2 separate regions of the Xenopus tropicalis genome follow, and region 1 is linked to region 2. Evidence: chromatin contacts called from public Hi-C data. All regions are on one chromosome and are shown on one strand. Each heading gives the region's core, a stretch centred on a gene start, on an enhancer-like site or on the middle of the called end of the contact. The rest is flanking DNA. Distances are from core to core; before and after follow the strand shown. Region 1 holds the start of hccs (holocytochrome c synthase). Region 2 holds the start of tor1aip2 (torsin-1A-interacting protein 2).

Evidence for each region. Hi-C and Micro-C count contacts between places; a contact is called where the count stands out from the background.
Region 1: a Hi-C map of neurula embryo shows a contact between it and region 2, with 3 times the contacts expected there. The contact joins the promoter of hccs here to the promoter of tor1aip2 in region 2. A contact is called at or near these places in 2 of 5 Hi-C or Micro-C datasets (brain and neurula embryo).

What each region holds. Positions count from the first base shown.
Region 1 is chr4:101,747,351-101,752,027 of UCB_Xtro_10.0, forward strand. hccs (holocytochrome c synthase) reads right to left here and starts at 2,951. Exons shown (of 7, transcript NM_001005708.2): 1 at 2,864-2,951; 2 at 2,044-2,277; 3 at 434-567. The coding sequence starts at 2,272. rwdd3 (RWD domain containing 3) reads left to right here and starts at 3,160. Exons shown (of 4, transcript NM_001017275.2): 1 at 3,160-3,271. The coding sequence starts at 3,187.
Region 2 is chr4:101,253,554-101,258,390 of UCB_Xtro_10.0, forward strand. It overlaps tor1aip2 (torsin-1A-interacting protein 2), which reads left to right and starts at 3,310. Exons shown (of 4, transcript XM_002936965.5): 1 at 3,310-3,990.

The sequences.
Region 1 (4,677 bases), core at 1,701-4,200, 490 kb after region 2:
AAAACAACCACCAGCTGCATGACAAAATGCTCAAAATTGCCCTGTGTGCAATTGCCCTCAATGCAGACAATGAGATAAAAACGGAGATGAGAAAGACCCCTTCTCACTACAGCAGATTATCCAGGAGGTAAAAAAAAAAAAAAAAAAGAAAAAGAAAAGAGATGGCTGGTTGGATTATTTAGGGAAAGGCTTCTATTTAAAAGACATGTGTTGAGAGTTCTGATTCAGAATCTCCCACACTGCTATATTTCAAGATAACGAATCCAAATTTGAGTTGAGCTACAATAATATACTGTAGAACGAATGTGCTCATACAGAAAATGGCAGGGTTAAGACTAAATCTACATTTTGCAAATTTTCCACCAACAACATTGGAGACAGATGGGCCTATATTAAGGATGTATTATATGTGATTTCCACAGGCATATCATACCATATTGCTGGGATCAATGTCATCCTTTACTCCTGATCTCATTGGACACTGAACATATCTATAGGCCTCTTCTTGATGTGTAGGCCCAGAACAGTTTTCTGTATTTTGTATAGATTCCTTGTGCATGGGACAGCCTAGAAAATACATAAGATTAAAACAAAAAAAAACATTTCCACTCACAATCACCTATTGTCTATCAGATAATAGAAATTATATATGTTAGAGAAAGGGCTTATCATACAAGCAATGCCTCTGAATTATGCCACATGTTAGAACTCTAACTAGAATACGTGAAGCATCAAGACTAAATGCTGAATGGATAGGTAGCTATCCAAAATGGCAGCACATCAAACCTTGCAGGCTGGTACAATTATAAACCACAAGGTTAACAACATTATATGGAGGCATTTAGTTTACAATTTTCTAGTAATTTTTCTAGAAAAATAAGAGATTTTGTTAAAAAAAATTTAAATTTTTTTTAAATTTGACTAAACTATTAAAGGAGAAGAAAAGTCTCAATCATTGGGGGCTGCCAAATGTAAAGTACCCCCCTCAGTGACTGTAACCACTTACCTGATACCTCAGGCTGGTGTTTCGGTTAGAAGAAAACTGCACCGGCCTGGGGCACATGCGAGCAGGTGATCATCTTCTTCGCTTGTTCTTTCTTCAAAATTCCAGAGCCAATGCATGTGCAGTAGAGTGAAAAAGTTGGCTTTTTTGTTAAAGTTCTGGTTTTTGCTCTACTGTGCATGGGCACCTGACGTAAAGTAAGAAGGATGAAGAGAATCGCTCACCTCACTCGTACCCAGGTGAAGTTTTTTGGTAACAGGAGCACCAGCCTGGGGTATCAGGTAAGTGATTAAATCACTGGGGGTGCCTAATATTAAAAAAAGAACATCTTACAAATTCCTTCTCTTAACCTTCAAAGCCCTCCATTCCTCTGCTCCTCACTACATCTCTTCTTTTGTGTCTCTGTATGTTCCTGGCCGACTCCTTTGGGCCCCCACTACTACTGCTGTCTCCCGCCTTAAACCTTTCTGCCCCTTACATTTGGAATGCCCTCCCCGATTTCCTCCAGAGAGAATCCTCCCTCAGTCTTTTTAAAACTAAACTTGACTACCTTTTGGAGCACTCACCCAGCACCTGATCTGGGAACTGGCACTTATATTATATTGTCACCCACTGTAACCCGCAGCACTTATATTTGCCTATTTGTGTCTGTAAGTTACCCTCCCATATAGATTGAAAGCTCTACGGGGCAGGGACCTCCATCCTCTTATGTCTTTGACTCTTAACTTATTGCAACTGTATCTTGTATTTATTTATTTGTATTTATTCTTATACTTTGTATTTATCTATTTTTATCTCAATAACCCCGTTTGTATTAATGTATTCTACTGTACAGCGGTGCGTACATAAGTAGCGCTTTATAAATAAATATATACATATTCGGCACCCCCCAGTGACTGAACCCTTTTTTCTCCTTTAAGGTAAAAAATCTTACAGCATGAAAGGGAAAAGGGTTTGTAGACAACACACATTCTGTAATATCCAGATTACAGGTATTTAATCAGTTTGCACTTAGATTGGAATTAAGCAAACACCAGTACCTTCCATCTTCTTCTGATGCATTGGACATTCTGCTGGGTGGGTCTTTGCTGATTCAGTAGATGATTGTGAAGGAATACTTGATGGGTTTATAGCTGAAGCTCCCATTCCTTCCATCTTCTTCTGATGCATGGGACATTCAGGGGGAGGTGATTCTGCCGAGTAGGTCTTTGCAGATTCAGTAGATGACTGTGGAGGAGCACTTGATGGAGTTGATGCTGAAGCTCCCATGTCAGCTGTTTAGCAGAAAGTTAAACACACATTGTAGCCTCAAAAATGTTAAAAATATACAGAAACTGAACAACAACAAATTAAATAAAAGGTTTTCCACATTTGTAATATGTTTTATATGTAATCTTGCAGCCATTTTAACTCTACCACTGTACTGAGTAGATCCCTACTCAGATACAGACTCTTCATTGTGAATCCTATCCACAGAGCAAGATTATGATTCATATTAGTAGTAGATGGGCTTATTGCCACACTACCTGCCAAACTCAATACCTTCACAGGAAGCAGAACAAAAAACCTTTAACCACCATAACTGTTCTACATTTTCAGAAACAGCAGCTCACAAGGCGTTGCCAAACTACAACTCCCAACTACCTTCCACTTGGAGCCCCCACATGTGTTAGAGATCACCTTCTGCCCTAGACATGTTCCCTGCACCACTCTCACCCATAGAGGTCACCACATAGAGGTCCCAACAAGCCTTTTCTCCTACCAGGAAAATGCGTTGCACATAAATAGTCGCAGCAAAATGAACACAACCCTAGGGACCAGTGACACAAATCTACCTTCTCGCAATGCGAAAGCAATTACCTGCCCTTTACCGGAGCGCAGAACACCTCTAAATGATGGCGCGCACAGTTATGACGTCACCCACTCTGCACGTTATCCTTAGCGTGCCAAGCCTCGATTTAGGTTTTTTTTTTAGCTCCGCCTTAAGTAGTTATAATGAGAACGTTATCTTACTGACGCGTACTACTGGACATGTGATGTAGGTGAGCAGCGCCCCCACCTGTTGGTTTCCTCCGCGTATTCCCGAGCGGCAAGTAGATATTGTTGGGTGATGGCGCCACCTAGTGAACGGCCGCTGCATTGGCTGGGGAGAAGGGGAAGTCTCGCGTTATGTGGCCATAGACATGTCTGAGTCGGCGTTGGAGGAGGTTGCAGCGTTGTCTGCGATATACTGTAGGGTCGGGGAATGTGAAGTACTCTCCAGTTCAGGTGATTCTTTGTAAATGGCACAAATGTTTATACGTGACAACTAGAAGAGTTCGGGTCTGATGGCGTCTCCCTGCTCACTAAGCCACGTCCTTAGGGGGATGTGAAGCCACAAATAAAAATGTCGCTTAATAAAAGAAAATATAATTCTAAGCAACCTCCCAACATGTATTTATTGCACACTACAAGTCGCAAGCTGTTCCCATCCTCATATGCACTGCTGGTTCAGAGTTTTGACAGAAAGTGGCAGCCTTGCATACTTCTTTGCTGGTTCTTTAATCATTTTGACGTCTGCAACATTGTGTGTAAAGTCCGAACCACTAGGGCTTTCAGTAGCAGTTATACTTACAAGTGTCTAAAGTTATATAATCAGTGTATAATGGAAAGTTGCTTAGAATTATATTCTCTTGCAACAGGAAAATGTACTTTGGGTTTGTCTCCTCTTTAAAATGAAATCATCTTGTGATTATAAGCATGAACAGCACTTTACGCTGTCAGATAAAGGGGTCAGGGGTATGTTGTAGTCAATGGAACAGGACACTACCTTCAAGCTGTTGGAGAAGTACAACACTCCCCATTAGTTCAGATGCTATAGACCAGCTGTGCACAAGAGATAGTGATCTACCACACCAGTAAATCTTAATTCGATAAAGAGAAGATCATAGCAGAAACAACTGTTCCCATCACCATTTTATATATTACACATTATCCACTTGTAGTAACTATTGCTTGAAAAAATAATGGAAATTGTTGGAGCAGATGTGTTTCCTTCCCAGGCTTCCATTGGTTTTTGCATACATACACAAGAGTTTTTTTCTTTGACTGTTAATGTGATCATTCCTGGGAAGTGGGATCAGATTCGGAATCTCTTGCATTCGGTTATATGGAGTGAGCCCTATATAGTGAGATTATAAGCAAAGTGCAAATATAGCTCTGGACTCATGTACTACGTAGATAAGGATATATCACTGCTGTCAACTTTGTCAGCTTCAGAAAGGATTCCCTTCATTTGAAATACCATTGATAGTTGTAGAAAAAAAGTTCCTTGGAGGCTGGCTCCTTATATGATATGGCTACCAAACGCAGTGTATCAAATTGGGATGATCTGATCCTTTGGCCCCTTGGCCAGTGATCATAATTCTAGTTTATTCTAGTTTATTCACAGGCTGGAGGGGCAGAATCAGCAGATTTTATCGGCCATGAAAATAAACCACTGGTTGGATTCTTATTCACAAATTGGCATTAAAGTGCACATTTTTGCTTTGTATCAACACTGCAGTTCAATTATTCAAATGCAAAGTGAGTTTTGGACAAAAAATAAAATAAAAAAGCAAAAAACACTGAAATATATGAGCCTTTTTAGTTTAAGGCAATTTCCATCCATGGACATGCTAGTTTTCCTTTAATAG
Region 2 (4,837 bases), core at 2,060-4,559:
GGAAGCCACAGGGGAGCTAGAGGAAGTCGCTGGGGGTGGGGCTGGAGGAAGCCCCAGGGAACCAGAGGAAGTCACTGGGGGTGGGGTGTTGGAGGAAGCCGCAGTGGAGCCAGAGGAAGTCTCTGGGGGGGGGGGGCTGGAGGAAGTTGCTGGGGGGCTGGAGGAAGCCACAGGGGAGCCAGAGGAATTCGCTGGGGGGGGGGGGCTGAAGGAAGCTACAGGGGAGCCAGAGCAAGTCGCTGGGGGGGGCTGGAGAAAGCTGAAGGGGAGCCAAAGGAAGTCGCTGGGGTGTTGGAGGCAGCCGCAGGGGAGCCAGAGGAAGTCGCTGGGGGGGCTGGAGGAAGCCACAGGGGAGCCAGAGGAAGTCGCTGGGGGAGGGGCTGGAGGAAGGTGCAGGGGAGCAAAAGGAAGTCGCTGGGGGGGCTGGAGGAAGCCGCAGGGGAGCCAGAGGAAGTCGCTGGGGGAGGGGCTGGAGGAAGCCACAGGGGAGCCAGAGGAAGTTGCTGGGGGAGGGGCTGGAGGAAGGCGCAGGGGAGCCAGAGGAAGTCGCTGGGGGGGCTGGAGGAAGCCGCAGGGGAGCCAGATGAAGTCGCTGGTGGGGGGCTGAAGGAAGCCGCAGGGGAGCCAGAAGGACGCTGGGGGGGTGTTGGAGGATGCTGGGGGAGGGGGGGAGCTGGGGGATGCTGGCTGCCAATGTTTTATGGGGGCCCTGGCTACCAATGCCTGTCCTGTGTGTACTGATGGGAGGGGCCATTGGGGGGCAGGGCATGGGAGGGCCCAGACAATTTTGTTGTGAGGGGCCCTGTGATTTCTGATGGTGGCCCTGTTTACAATCTATGTCAAATGTAATACTAGAAACGGGACCCAGTGCAACAAAAAACAAAAAATCAGTCAAGTTAGTTAGGGTCTCTTACCTCAACTATAAACTCTGGGTCTGCGATGCCTAAACATGAGGGAGTATAAGGCGCCCTTAGAGTAGATAGGTTTCTGTTCAAATTTGTAAGGTAGGTCTACAATTGAAAAGCTGTGTATAAAGTCTGCTGCTGCTGCTGAGGTAGAAGCTTCAGAAGAATTTTCAGTGTTGATATTTAGGAAATATGGGGTTCCCATTAGTCCCCCTTTCAGGGGTGAGGCCCTATTTCAGGACCTTGGCGTCTGGAGAAAAGTGTCTTTATACTGTGTCTCACCTGCAACTATTGGCTTGAAGAGTGTCCATATTTTCAGCTCACCTACCCAATGTTTCTGCTGTTGCATTGACAATAGCAGCAAACTATAACCTACTGACATTATTTTTTTTGTGCCCAGGTGACTACTACAGACCTCTATTTTTAGAAGTCTCGCCACCATTGTGGCGTCCATATTACCAACCTAATCTATTAAATGACATGTAAAGCCTACAATGTATATTAGTTGGGAATGTCTCCCCCACCCAAATGGCATTATTTGTACTGCATATATCCCCTCCGTTTGCCAGCACCATCACATTTTCCTAAAGCAAATAGCAGCTTTCACCCAGTGGCCATTTTTCCTCTGATACATAATCAGATACATTTAAATCCGCAAACAGCATACACATACACAGACCCTTATTCAGCATACATTTTATCAAGCATACAGGCACAACTGTCTCTGATAAAATTTCTGCTTTGTTTGAGCTGAGCTCAGGAGAGGAGGTTAGGAGAAAAAAATTGAAGCAGACAGCTAGAGCTGAGTTTCTATGGGAACCAGCAATGCCATCTCTTCACTGGCTGCTAGACTGAAGTGCGTGTTTAGTAATCTGAGCTGAGAACAACTGAGCATGTCTGGCAAGCCAGAAATCAAATCAAATTCCCGAGGGGGGCCTGGGTGGGTTACAGAAGGAAATCTAAGTGATTAAGGGGATGCTGCAGCCTTACTATTAACCTCTGAACAACCAAAGTGGCAGGTATTGAAAGATTTCAAAGAGGCTGTTCACTGATTACATTTTTGTGTGTAGGGTTTACATGTCCTTTAACTACCTTGCAAGGACTAAACATGCTATTCAGTCACCCACTTAGGAAATATATTTCCTAATTAAAATACTAGGCAAAATCCATCATGCAATTTTTTTTTTGCATAAAGAGTAGAGATTTGTAAAAGTCATTAAGGGTGACACACAGAGCTACTAGTAGCAGCTACTTGTCGTGGCTACTTAAATAGACAATGCTAGTTAAATAGACAATTTACTGATAATTGTCTCAATGTGTGTTTTAGCAGAGGCATTTCTTAGTATTGTCTATGGCAGGTTATTTTCTGGAGTTTAGTAGCCTTGAAAAAATAGCTGCTACTAGTAGCCCAGTGTGTCTTCACCCTAAGGGCAGTGGCACACGGGAGATTAGATCCCCATATCTAATCGGTTAGAAATCGTAGCAATGCATATGCCATTCCGCCGGCGATTTACATTCTTGCCAGTGGGATGGCATTGCAGGGTGATTAGTCACCTGCGGCAATGAAGATTTGTCGTGGGGATACTTATCTCCCCATGCCTCGAGAGGAAACTTCCGCGATTTCACTGAAATCGCGCCACCACGTATGCCATCCCACCGGCGATTTACATTTTCGCCGGTGGGATGGCATTTTGGGGAGATTAGTCGCGGGCGACTAATCTCCCCGTGTGCCAGAGCCCTAAAGCTGATGGCAGACGTGGCGTAGGGCTGATATTTTCGGCAAGCGGAAAAACGCTTGGCGAAAATACAGCCCTACGCCTGCTACTTGTGCCTGCACCCGAATGAATGAGATACGCTCGGGTGCAGGCACATGTAGCCGATATACGCATGAAAATGCTAGACTTTGCATTATCTCGCTTTTTCATGCGTATATCGGCTACATGTGCCTGCACCCGAGCGTATCTCATTCATTCGGGTGCAGGCACAAGTAGCAGGCGTAGGGCTGTATTTTCGCCAAGCGTTTTTCCGCTTGCCGAAAATATCAGCCCTACACCACGTCTGCCATCAGCCTTAAGCAGCATGTCTGTTTATTTTTTTGACTCTTGAAACAAGATTGCAAGCCAGAAGATAAAAGCATATCAAAAGAACTGGAAGAGACCAGGCTCTTGTTACATGCAAAACTCTAACCAACCAGAAAACAGAAAAAAAAACACTGCTTTTGACTGCAATTTTATTTACAAATACCTTTCAAAACAATTGAAACATTCTATTGAATGTATAGTGGAAAGTTTCTTAGAATTATATTTGTTCCCCTTTCTGGTGGAGGACCCATATAAATGGTATCTGGTAGTGTTTAATGAGTAATCTGGTAATGGAATTATTTCCTCCATGTCTCTGACAACCATTTCTTGTGACAATATGACCAAAACGGTTCCCCTACAGAAAAGGTTCCTCATATACTTTTGGAGACAGGCCCAAACCGGTAATCTGTGGGATCTGGTAAATGCCAGAAGGGCCGCTGTAAAATGCTGTAGACAAACTGGGACAGGCAGCATATCTATAATATAGATTATTATTAATAAAAATAACATACAGGTTTTACAATCATAGAAGTGCACGGTGGATTGTACGGGAAGCTTACTTTGATTAATCTGTAAAGTATCCCAATAACTTATGGTTACCATTTGTCTCTGTACCATGGGGACAGGCCCCGTTTCAAGACCTCCTGCCCTGTTGAAAATTGCCCTGTGGACCATCCCCAGTAGCTGAAATAAAGTTTAGAAGTCCCTGTGTAATGACAGGCAGCACCCAGTCCGGAAACAAACCTCATTGAGCAAAGCAAATGTCTGTCAAGTAATGTGCTTTATCATTGGCTACAAGTGTGAACCAAATGTAGCCAATCACCGCCTCAGAAAACCATCCCCCTAGCAACCATTGGCATGGCAAGACACAGAGGAAGAACTAGAGATCTGCTGTCAGCCCCACCCCTTCCCCCTCCGATATCCTTCACTGTGCCTGCACGGCTTCTTCCTGAAACTGCTCTCCTGCCCTCTGTGATGTGGTACTCTCTCCTGCTTCTTGTTAGGTAAGTGCAGCGATCTGTACTACAACTCTGGTATTCCTCTCAGCCTGACAGTATTGTGATGGGTAGCTCTTCCTGCTCACTCCTTCAGTTTCAAACTTCAAGGCGTGAAAGTTAAAAACAGAATATTAGTGCCTGGCTGTAGTGCAGAGCTGTTATCACCTAATGATCTTTTATTAGTAAAGCAACAGCAGCACAGAGCAGGGAGCACTAAGGGAAGGGAGTCTGAGTGTTTGGGCAGGGTTATTTCACTGTATACCTCCAGCTGCTTTTGCTGTACACGTTTTATTCTTGAAAAGTTATTTGTATAATATAATACTTTACTTACTTAATTAAATTGCCACTGTTTTATTCTGCTATGAATTCTGGGGGGCATTATACATGAAATAGACAATATTTTATTCTGCTATGAGTTCTGGGGGGCATTATACATGAAATAGCCACTGTTTTATTCTGCTATGAGTTCTGGGGGGCATTATACATGAAATAGCTACTATTTTATTCTGCTATGAGTTCTGGGGGTATTATACATGGAATAGCCACTGTGTGGTTTATTGGAGGTGTGGCTTCCAAAGTGGGCACGCCACCTTTCTGCCCCCTGTCCCCGGATTTCATTCTAGAAATCTGGTCACCTTACAATAACCCAACCCCTTTAGTACATGCCTTAGTTTTATAAGAACTTTGTAATATTATTTGTCCACGATGAGACTGTAACCATCTCTTGTTACAATAAAGCTATCGCACAAATAAGCCTTTTTCCTGCTCTAATACCACTTCAGTGCCTCACAACATGCAACTACATATCCCATATAGCCTTGCTGCTGTTTCTCCTCCCTTTCCCACAGTCCTT